3 separate regions of the Mus musculus genome follow, and all the other regions are linked to region 1. A link is a contact called in public HiChIP or PLAC-seq data. All regions are on one chromosome and are shown on one strand. Each heading gives the region's core, a stretch centred on a gene start, on an enhancer-like site or on the middle of the called end of the contact. The rest is flanking DNA. Distances are from core to core; before and after follow the strand shown.

Region 1 (2,813 bases), core at 307-2,806:
GCATAAACTAGCAGTCTAGCTATTTACCAGCGCTGTCAATATTGTGTACTGGACATAATTATATGTCCTAGGCTCAGATACATCTGGCAGTGTAGCCGGCGGGTGGATGCCAGCAACCCATTAACACACACCGTCTTGTGACCTTATGATGTCTGTGGCATCACACCAGGAATTTCCCAGAATCCCTTAAACCTTATAGGATGGAGATCACACGGATCATCAGCTGTTGACGGAAACATCAGATATGCTGTGAGTCTGCCCTAGACAGTCAGGCTGCTGTGGAGACTAAACATAAACCCAGACAGCAAGAAGGCCGAGGTGAAAGAGAACGGCATTCTTGTAAACGTGTCCTGCTTCCCCGACACCCCCTGAACACAGAGTCTTTCCGTCTGCTTCTTCTGGATCCCATGTGCATTATCAGCCTGTGGGCTCCTGTCTCCTCCACAATCCCGTTGCAAGGCACAGGGCGAATCTTAGTGTCAATGACCGAATAGCGGAATGAAGGACACACAACCCGTTCATTCCTCTGCAGCAAAATTTAATTATTCCTAGGATACAGGCTTCTTCTGACAAGACCCTCAGAGCATCTGTGTACCATGATGATGTTCTGGTGGCAGCAGGGCAACAGCAGGAGCTGCCCCTGGCTTTCTCGCAGCGTCTTCGGAAAACACGCCATTAAAGCTGATGCTATGTGTGGGCAAGAGAAACGAGCGAGCGTCAATACCCCGATTTAGGATCTCTGTATAAGGAAGCTGGATCCTCAAAGGCAGAGCCACTCTGTCAAGAGCACAGATAGAGTAGATGGAAGCTGGCTGGCTGGGGTCCCTGTGTGGAACTGGCTCCACCACTTCCTAAGAACTGCGAGGTTTAGCTGAGCTCAGCGGATCTCTAGGAAAAGTTGAAGTGTGTGGACAGCTTTTATCTCTTGTGAAGTAAAAAATTTTAAAGTGTGTGTGTGCACGCTCACACACGTATGACCACAGAGGCCAGGAGAGGGTGTTGGATCCCTTGTAGGGGGGATCACAGATGGTTGGTTGTGAGTTATCTAATACAAGTACTGGGAACTGAACTCAGACCCTCTGTGAGAGCAGTGAGTGCTCTTAACTGCTGAGCCATCTCTCTGGACCCCAGTAATGTTTTCTTAAGGTAGAGGATCTGGCAAAGGGGGTGGGGTGGGGTGGGGTGGTTCCTAGCCTCCCTGCCATCCCAGGAGTCCCAGGGACTGATGGGAGTAATGGAGGTGGGTGTCTGGAAAGGGGGGCTATGGGGGTAGGGTGGGGGGTGGGCTATCTTTGCAGTCAGCATAGGGTCCTCACTAGCGCTACTCAGAGGGCTGCACCAGGGAGACAGCTGTCAGACCACTCACCCAGCACTGTGGGCTGGTTATGGTAATTTTTCTGACAAATCACAGAGGAGAGCTCAGAAGGGAAGAGCTCTTGTTCCAAGTCACCGAACAGTCTCACATATGCTCAAAAGCCTTCTCTGTACAAATAAAGGAAGTGCCACTAACTCCACTTTCCAGAGGAAAGTGACTCATTAATTGCTTACCCAGAGTCACTGGCAGAGCTGAGATTGAAAGCTCGGATGAAGGTCTGATGCCAAAGCCCTGAGTGGGGCCCTGGTGTAACACGGGGATGGTGAGGAGGGAGCTAGGTGGGACTGACAGCTAGTGTGGGGCCCTGGGTACCAGCCAGGAATGTGGAATTACACTAAAGACTCCCTTCGGGGCACAGCAAATGACTTTTTTTCCCCTCAAGGCCAGCAGTGAAGAACAACTGATTACAGACTGAGCTACAAGCCTCAGCCCCTGACTGAGGCTGTCACAGCAAGGAAGGAGCCATGCTGGAGGGTCGTGTGCAGAGATCCCTACAGAGTGCCACGGAATTAATTGTGCATCTTTAATGGAGTGCATCTTTAGCTGACCTAGGGCCCGATTCTTGCCCTTAAAGAGTAAATAAAGTCCTTAAAACTAGCAAAAGGTGATGTGAGGTCCAGTATGTAAAAGGCACGTCGCTCTTGACGCTTCGTCCTTTAACAAGATACCCTGGATGTTTTTTGGATGGCCCTCAAAGACTTTAAGGGGTTACCACATCCAGATAAGAGGGACTGTGGTGCTAAAAATATAGAAAGGGCTTGTGGAGGAAGATCTGGGAACTTTAATGGAAAAGCCTGCCGCTCTTAAGTAAAAATAAGGGGACCAGAGAGAGGACTGAGAAGCCCCAGCCCCAAGCCCAGCTTTGTCTCCTGCCCCCAGTGAGTGAATTGACTCTCTTTAAACCCTAAAAGCAAGTGGCTCCAGTAGATGGAATCCCAGGAGCACCCAATCCGAGGTGCAGAGGAGAAGCAGGGCGGGGCAGAGATACCTGGGGTGGGGGAGGGGTCTCTGCAGGTGCCACCACAGGAAGCACTCTCCTCTGTCACCCGTCCTGATGTGGCATGATTGGTTTTTAAAGCCTTTTAAACCCTATTTTTACACCGAGCACATTTCTCTTCTCTTTCAAAGGAACAAAGGGATCACACAGCCCACATGCCCTTCAAACTGGCAGCTGGGGAGGAAAGGCAGGGTGCAGATCTGCAGCCACAGAGAGCTGGTTCCCCCACGTCCGCCTCCTGCATCCGACAGAAGGGCAGCCAGCAGATGCAGGCTCCGTGGAGCCACCCATCCCGAAGGTTTCCAGTGCCCTGGCAACCAATTATTACAGTGGCATTCAGTAGTTTAGGGAAGGTTAAACCCCTGTCTTTCTCCCAGATACTTAGATGACCCTGGTCAGAAAGTCCGGTGTCCTTCCATGTGACCAGGGTGAACCCACTGT
Region 2 (2,972 bases), core at 343-2,842, 200 kb before region 1:
TAAAATAGAAATATTAAAATATTGTTGTCAAATATTTTTATTCTATTAAAAACAAAACAAACAACAACAACAAAACAAAACAACAAAACAAAACCCACTGTCTGCCTTTATTTGTAGCTGCAGGCCGTAAATCTACTTGATAGGCTACTGAGCGAGCCCATAGCTCTTCCACAGCCACCATGCACATACTGGAAGGCAGCTGCCATTGCTGTATGCTGCCTCCGAAACACTCCTAACCAAAAAGGAAACCTGCAGTCCAGAAGGCAGACAGCGGAATGTTAGCAGGGTAGCCTAACCTAGCATCCAGCAGCACTGGCCAAGCAAGGGCCACTGGCCCCCACACTACCTGTCTGAGTCATGAGAGCTGGAAGTCCTTTAATTTACTTCCAAAAGAGACTGGCAGCTACACAATTGTCTAGAGATGAGTCATTTTACTGATTATTCTAAAATTTTAATGAGAATGAAGCATCTTGATCTTAACAAAGATTCTGTGACCTTTAACCTGACACTGAAACCGAGGGGCTGGTGGGAATTGCTCAACAGACCGGTGTTCCAAGGGGCAGCAGACTCACTCTCAGAGTCAAGAGAGGAAACCCAGCCAACACTTATTAGCTTGGTTTCTTCTTTTCTTTATTAATTTTAATTCAAGATCTTGTTTGAACCATTAAAAAAAATGGCCCCATGATTAATATATGCACAAACCAGCCAGGGGCTAACAGTCAACTCTCCTCACAGTGACAGAGGGTTGGTCTAATTAGGCAAAACTACAAACAAATTCTACCTTTAAGTGGCAATTATTTCTTGTATTTCTACAAACTACAGCAGTTTTCAGAGCAAACATAACACTGAAACAAACCAGCTCCATGTGAGCCCAGGCTCTGCAGCAGCCCACTAGGACCACACTGCTGGTCACTGAGGTCACCAGCTCTAACCCACAAGTCTTTCCATAGTGGACTCTGTTGTCCCATGCAAGCCCAGAGCAACCTGAAGGAGGATCTGGTCACATTCAATCCGCCTACTCAAGTTTATTGGTGCTGACACATGAACTGCTCAGTGACTACACAGTAACCGACCTACCTACCCAGGGAAGAACAGACTGCAGACCTCACCATTAGACGACCAGACTGAAGCACGATGGCGTGTCCACAGCAGTATTTACTTGGTCCCCACACAATGAGCACTTACTGAGTCCACTGAAAAAGCCCTCTTTTTACAAATGAAAACCTGCAGTCATAAACGTGCCAAGTCTGTGGGATGGATTTTGATGTAAAAGTAGCACACCCACCATACCACCCAGCAGCGCAGGGAACCCATCTGTAACCTGGCAGGCGGAGCCGTCTCCAGGGAGAAGCACACCCAGAGCTGGGGACCTCAGGGTCTCAAGTCACCTTTTTTTAGAAACCACTGTCATTTAAAATAAACAGAGGAATAATGCTGGCAAAGGACATTAATTACCTCCTAGGGTGACGTTTCCATGTAGAAATCTGCCTTGATAAATGAGTCGAAGAATGTTTGGGCTGCTGACCTGCTCTTCTTCCCAGTCTGAAAAAAGGAGAACTGGTTAGGCTCGGGCCCACACAACAGCACTTCTGTACACTCTGTAGAGGCTACCAGGAAGGGTGTGGCCCAGAGTCCCCACCCAAGCACTGCAGCCCTGGCTCCTTCCACCTTCCTCAAGTAGCAACAAAGAGCTGCAGAAGACTGTTTGTCCCTCAAGAGATCAGAGAGTGCCAAGCTGCAGGCTGAAGTTAAGGAAAACACCGAGCCAGAAGTCTAGCCTTGGTAAAGGGAATCTACCATTTGAAAATCAATTTCCATTATCAGTAATTAATGGACACTATAATGTTCCAGTGCTTGTACTGTTCAAATGTGTGCTCAAGGGTAGCAACAAGTTCCTCAAAGACTTCCTTAGGTGCCTGGGCTACATTGCTGTGCTGTTTTTCAGAGGCCAACTGGCAAACATTTCATGGCATTTGAGGCACACGGCTACCAGCTGGAGTATGGGCAGCACAGCAGCTCCTGCAGAAGCCCCGTCTGAGAACAGAGACTGCTGTTTGGACAGAGGGCGCTTTCCTTGGTAGCTCCCATCAGCTTCTTGCTGCAACAACGGAAGCTCTGGGTTCAGTGTGATCTGAAGACTTCCTGCTCACCATTCTAGTAGCTCCTACTCTCAGTAGGAGACGACAGACAAAGTAGTCCAGAAGACTGAGTGATGGAAGAGAAGAGAAGAAAGCCTGTCCTTGGTTGGTTCTGTTTCGTTGAGTGTTCAAAACAATGTATGTGCATGCACCTGATTTATCCGGTCTCAGGAACTCAAGTGAGAGAGGAACTCCCCAGGCCTGTCCCTTCCCGGGGAGTCTTACTGTACTCTTTCCTAGATAAAGATCAGGGGAGCTACTCTGCTTCAGCAAAAATTACTTTGCATGCACTGCCCTTAAAACCATCATTTATATAATTTATAGAATATGTCTGGCCAAACATTCCTTTGCTATAAACACAAGTGACAGTAACTTTAATCCATATAGAAGAGAGGTTAGGACTCTAAGGGGGATTTAAGGCCTGATAAAGCATAGTGAAGCCATGCCTTTCCATTATCTTTCACGGCCTCATGAGATGTGCCCTTCTCCTCTCTAGGCCCCAGAGGGACATGTACAGAACACGGCTTAGGAGGACTCTGGTGTCACTGATGTGATTAGCAGACCAGACAGCCAAGGAGTCCACCTGCCAGCCTGCTCCTTCCTCAGGGCAGGGCACCCAAAGACTTTTCTTCTACTGCTCCAGAATTTACTATTTTTTTCTTACAAGATCCAACAAATACATTTACTGGCTTTTAGTGCAAGATATTATAGTGGTTTAGACCTAGAATATTAATTTAAGTACTTTGTATAAAAGGAGCCCTTTTATGCACTCTAGTATATGCTGAGTAGATCTGGCAAACTCAGGAAAGAGGGACTTAAAGAAGGACTTTTCAA
Region 3 (3,088 bases), core at 240-2,739, 240 kb before region 1:
ACTGTCACACTGGAGTAGATTGTGCTTCAGGAATCCAAACCTCAGTTCTTTGACCTCCCATTTTGTGGTCTTGAGATTCCCAGTGTCCAATTCAGTCATAGATGAGAACTGTGACATATAAAAGCAACTAAACTAAAGCAGATCGATGAGCTGGTATGATCGGGGAATCAGTAAGCTTAAATTGGTGATTTATAACTTCTGCTCTGACCAGATAACTCCTCTGTGTGTCTTTGAATTAAAGTTTCAGTTCTGAGACTTGTACAAATTTGCAATCTGGGGCTGGAGAGATGGCTCAGCAGTTAAGAGCACTGACTGTTCTTCCAAAGGACCTGAGTTCAAATCCCAGCAACCACATGGTGGCTCACAACCATCCGTAATGAGATCTGATGCCCTCTTCTGGTACATCTGAAGACAGATACAGTGTACTTAGACATAATAATAAATAAACCTATTTTTAAAAAAAGCTTAAAAAAACAATTTCTCCATCTGCAAGAAATAATACCGAGGGATCAATGTCACAATGCCTGGGATATTGCTATCGATAACCCATATATTGCCATCCACAACCAGATATTATCATTCATTGTACAGTTAGTATCCCGGCATCCAGGATCCCTCCCACTGTCTTTTAGCATCCCACCTTTTCAGGAATCCCCAGAAACTCCTCGCTAGTGTTACCTTTCCTGCATCCACATTGTCTCAGTGCTATCTTTCAAGAACAGTTTTTTACTCAGCAGTTGGATTTCCACCCATGTTGTATGGATATCCATAGTTCGTTCCCCCTCTTTGCTGTATAGATACAGCACAGCTTATTTAACCAGCTTCCCATTCGGGCTATTTCTGGCTTGTTTTGCATTCAGGCTATTCCTATAGTGTGAATGCATGCAGACTGCTCAGTTTGGAAAGAATTCATCAGTGAGTTTGTACATCTCAGAGGGCTCACATCTACATCTACCGTGCAATGGCTTTCTTTGGGAGGCGAAGCTTACTCACCTCATCCTAGAGTTGGCAGAATAAGCTTGCATGGTTTCCTAGAAGTCACATGACAAGCCAGCAGCTGGGTCATACGCTGAGTAAATACGCTGTGCCTGTCTCCACATAGAAACTCAGTCACAAATAGTTCCAGATACTAAATTCTAGGGATGCAAAAAGGATGAAAGTTTGGTCCTGAATGGGCTTGCAGGAGAGTTGGGAATCATGGGCCCAGAGCATGAATACAACACATGCTCGGACCATAAAGATAAGCATTGTAATTGCACAGAGTGGGGCCTAAACCACAGGGGGACCGTGCCTGGGCATGGGGAGGTGTGACCTCAGTGGGGGGAGATGGTGTGAGCACCCTGCAGCACAGACGGATTCCTCTGAAATTTTCCACTGAGAAAAAAAAAATGCTCTCTGAAAAAGATTTCTCGTCCTGGGCTGATGTTGGGTAGATAGTTTTATTTCCGTGACTAGTCAAATCTACGGGATCAGCAGAGCCTAGTAGGGACAGACCCAGAGAAATGCTTCCTTCATGATTCAGATGGAATGAGGAAATCGTGTTCTTTGCTAATAATACCCCAAGACCCAAATGTCAGAGCTACAGTATAAAGGAACACAAATAAATCTTACACACGCGAACTCCCAGGCTGACACTGGAAAGTAAACACTGCTGTGTGGTGCATGTGCTGGCCAGATTGTCAGCGCCATGGGAGCCACCCAGCACACACCTCTATGACAACCGCTCCTTTGGCCTGGGAAGAGGTGGGTGGCAGTGATTGGCACATGCTGAGGGTATACAACATGTTTCTCATATAAACCAGTGTTGTCTTCCCTAGTTCTCTAAGGAGAGAGTACAGACCACTGGAGAGTGAAGAACCTGCCCAGGACTGCTACAACATGCAAGGCTTTCGGATCGCCCTTATAGGGGTGACAGGGAACGAAGCCACACTGAGATCGGGTGGGTGCTGGGCACTAACAGAGCTGTACCAATGGCCAGGAAACCCAGTATGTTCCTTATATATCCTGAGGAGCAGGTTAGCTAATCTCTGTAGGAGGTCTCTGTAGGGAGCAGCCTCAGGCTGCAGTCATTCTGGAGAAAGAAGCTGCGGTTGATGTGTATGGTGCATGCTGTCCACATCTGTACTGGACCAGGAGAAGACCTAGTCACCCCCAGGGGTCTGAGGCACTGGAGTCCTTGACATGGCTGGGCTCCAGTCAATATTCTCTCACTCAGGACCTCATCCGTCCACCACACAAAACCACTTAGGCACTGGGCCCAGAACTGTGTATCTTGGAGGGAACCATGAAATGTTGTTTACCTAAAAAGGAAGTGGATAGCCAGGCGTGGTGGCGCACGCCTTTAATCGCAGCACTCGGGAGGCAGAGGCAGGCGGATTTCTGAGTTCGAGGCCAGCCTGGTCTACAAAGTGAGTTCCAGGACAGCCAGGGCTATAAAGAGAAACCCTGTCTCGAAAAAAAAAAAAAAAAAAAAAAAAAAAAGGAAGTGGAGAGAGTCAGAGGTCAATGACACTTGGCTGGTCCAGTGTGTTGGTGATGTTGGAGCCACAGAGAGCAGGGGCTTATTCACTAAGGCCTTGGTGATAGAGTCTCCATGGAAAGGGTTTGGTAGGGGTATCAGCAAAGCCAGGATCGTGGAGAAAGGTGCAATTGTACCATTTTCTGTCCCCAGAGGTCTTCAGTGGGACATAGACATGCAGACAGAGGCACAAGCCAAGCAGGCTCCGGAGCCACCAAGATGGATACAAAGGCAGAAACTGGCAAGGGTTCCAAGCTGTGCTGGAACAGATTTTGGAAGTTTCAGGATGATCTGCCAGGAGGATCTGGGAAGACATTAAGCCTAGAGAATAGAGACTCCAACATTATCCAACAAGCTGATCTTGGAGCCACTAAACTGTGTGTTCCTGCAGGCATGTGTGTATAATATCAGTACCACCAGCATCTCTCTGTTCACTAAAGCCGTGCTATCCCGGGTAACAGATTTAGAATTTATTCCGGGAGTACTTGTGACATCTCAGAGTGAGGAGACAGAACTAGCTGGGCACAGCAAGCGCAGAATGATGGATGCCAATCAAGAAGCAGTCTGAAG

The links. HiChIP or PLAC-seq counts read pairs in DNA pulled down with a chosen protein or histone mark.
Region 2: an H3K27ac HiChIP or PLAC-seq map of microglia shows a contact between it and region 1, with 3 times the contacts expected there. The contact joins two enhancer-like sites. A contact is called at or near these places in 3 of 484 Hi-C or Micro-C datasets (the N1E-115 cell line, bone marrow-derived macrophages and nephron progenitors) and 9 of 115 datasets of contacts at active chromatin or transcription factors (Th17 cells, cardiomyocytes, embryonic stem cells and 5 more).
Region 3: a contact with region 1 is called in an HNF4G HiChIP or PLAC-seq map of pancreatic cancer cells. The contact joins two enhancer-like sites. A contact is called at or near these places in 4 of 484 Hi-C or Micro-C datasets (the G1E-ER4 cell line, the N1E-115 cell line, embryonic fibroblasts and 1 more) and 2 of 115 datasets of contacts at active chromatin or transcription factors (embryonic stem cells and pancreatic cancer cells).

What each region holds. Positions count from the first base shown.
Region 1 is chr5:148,706,720-148,709,532 of GRCm38.p6, forward strand. No RefSeq gene overlaps it. Among named protein-coding and RNA genes, the nearest start is that of 2210417A02Rik, 34 kb to the right of the region's middle. Within about 2 kb of position 1,557, at least 163 of the 459 cell types and tissues checked have an H3K27ac peak or open chromatin away from gene starts, as enhancers often do. A contact at or near this core is called in bone marrow-derived macrophages, microglia and pancreatic cancer cells, where this site is marked.
Region 2 is chr5:148,507,814-148,510,785 of GRCm38.p6, forward strand. It overlaps Ubl3 (ubiquitin-like 3), which reads right to left. Exons shown (of 5, transcript NM_011908.2): 3 at 1,456-1,542. Among named protein-coding and RNA genes, the nearest start is that of Ubl3, 43 kb to the right of the region's middle. Within about 2 kb of position 1,593, at least 116 of the 459 cell types and tissues checked have an H3K27ac peak or open chromatin away from gene starts, as enhancers often do. A contact at or near this core is called in bone marrow-derived macrophages and microglia, where this site is marked.
Region 3 is chr5:148,463,077-148,466,164 of GRCm38.p6, forward strand. No RefSeq gene overlaps it. Among named protein-coding and RNA genes, the nearest start is that of Slc7a1, 65 kb to the left of the region's middle. Within about 2 kb of position 1,490, at least 23 of the 459 cell types and tissues checked have an H3K27ac peak or open chromatin away from gene starts, as enhancers often do. A contact at or near this core is called in pancreatic cancer cells, where this site is marked.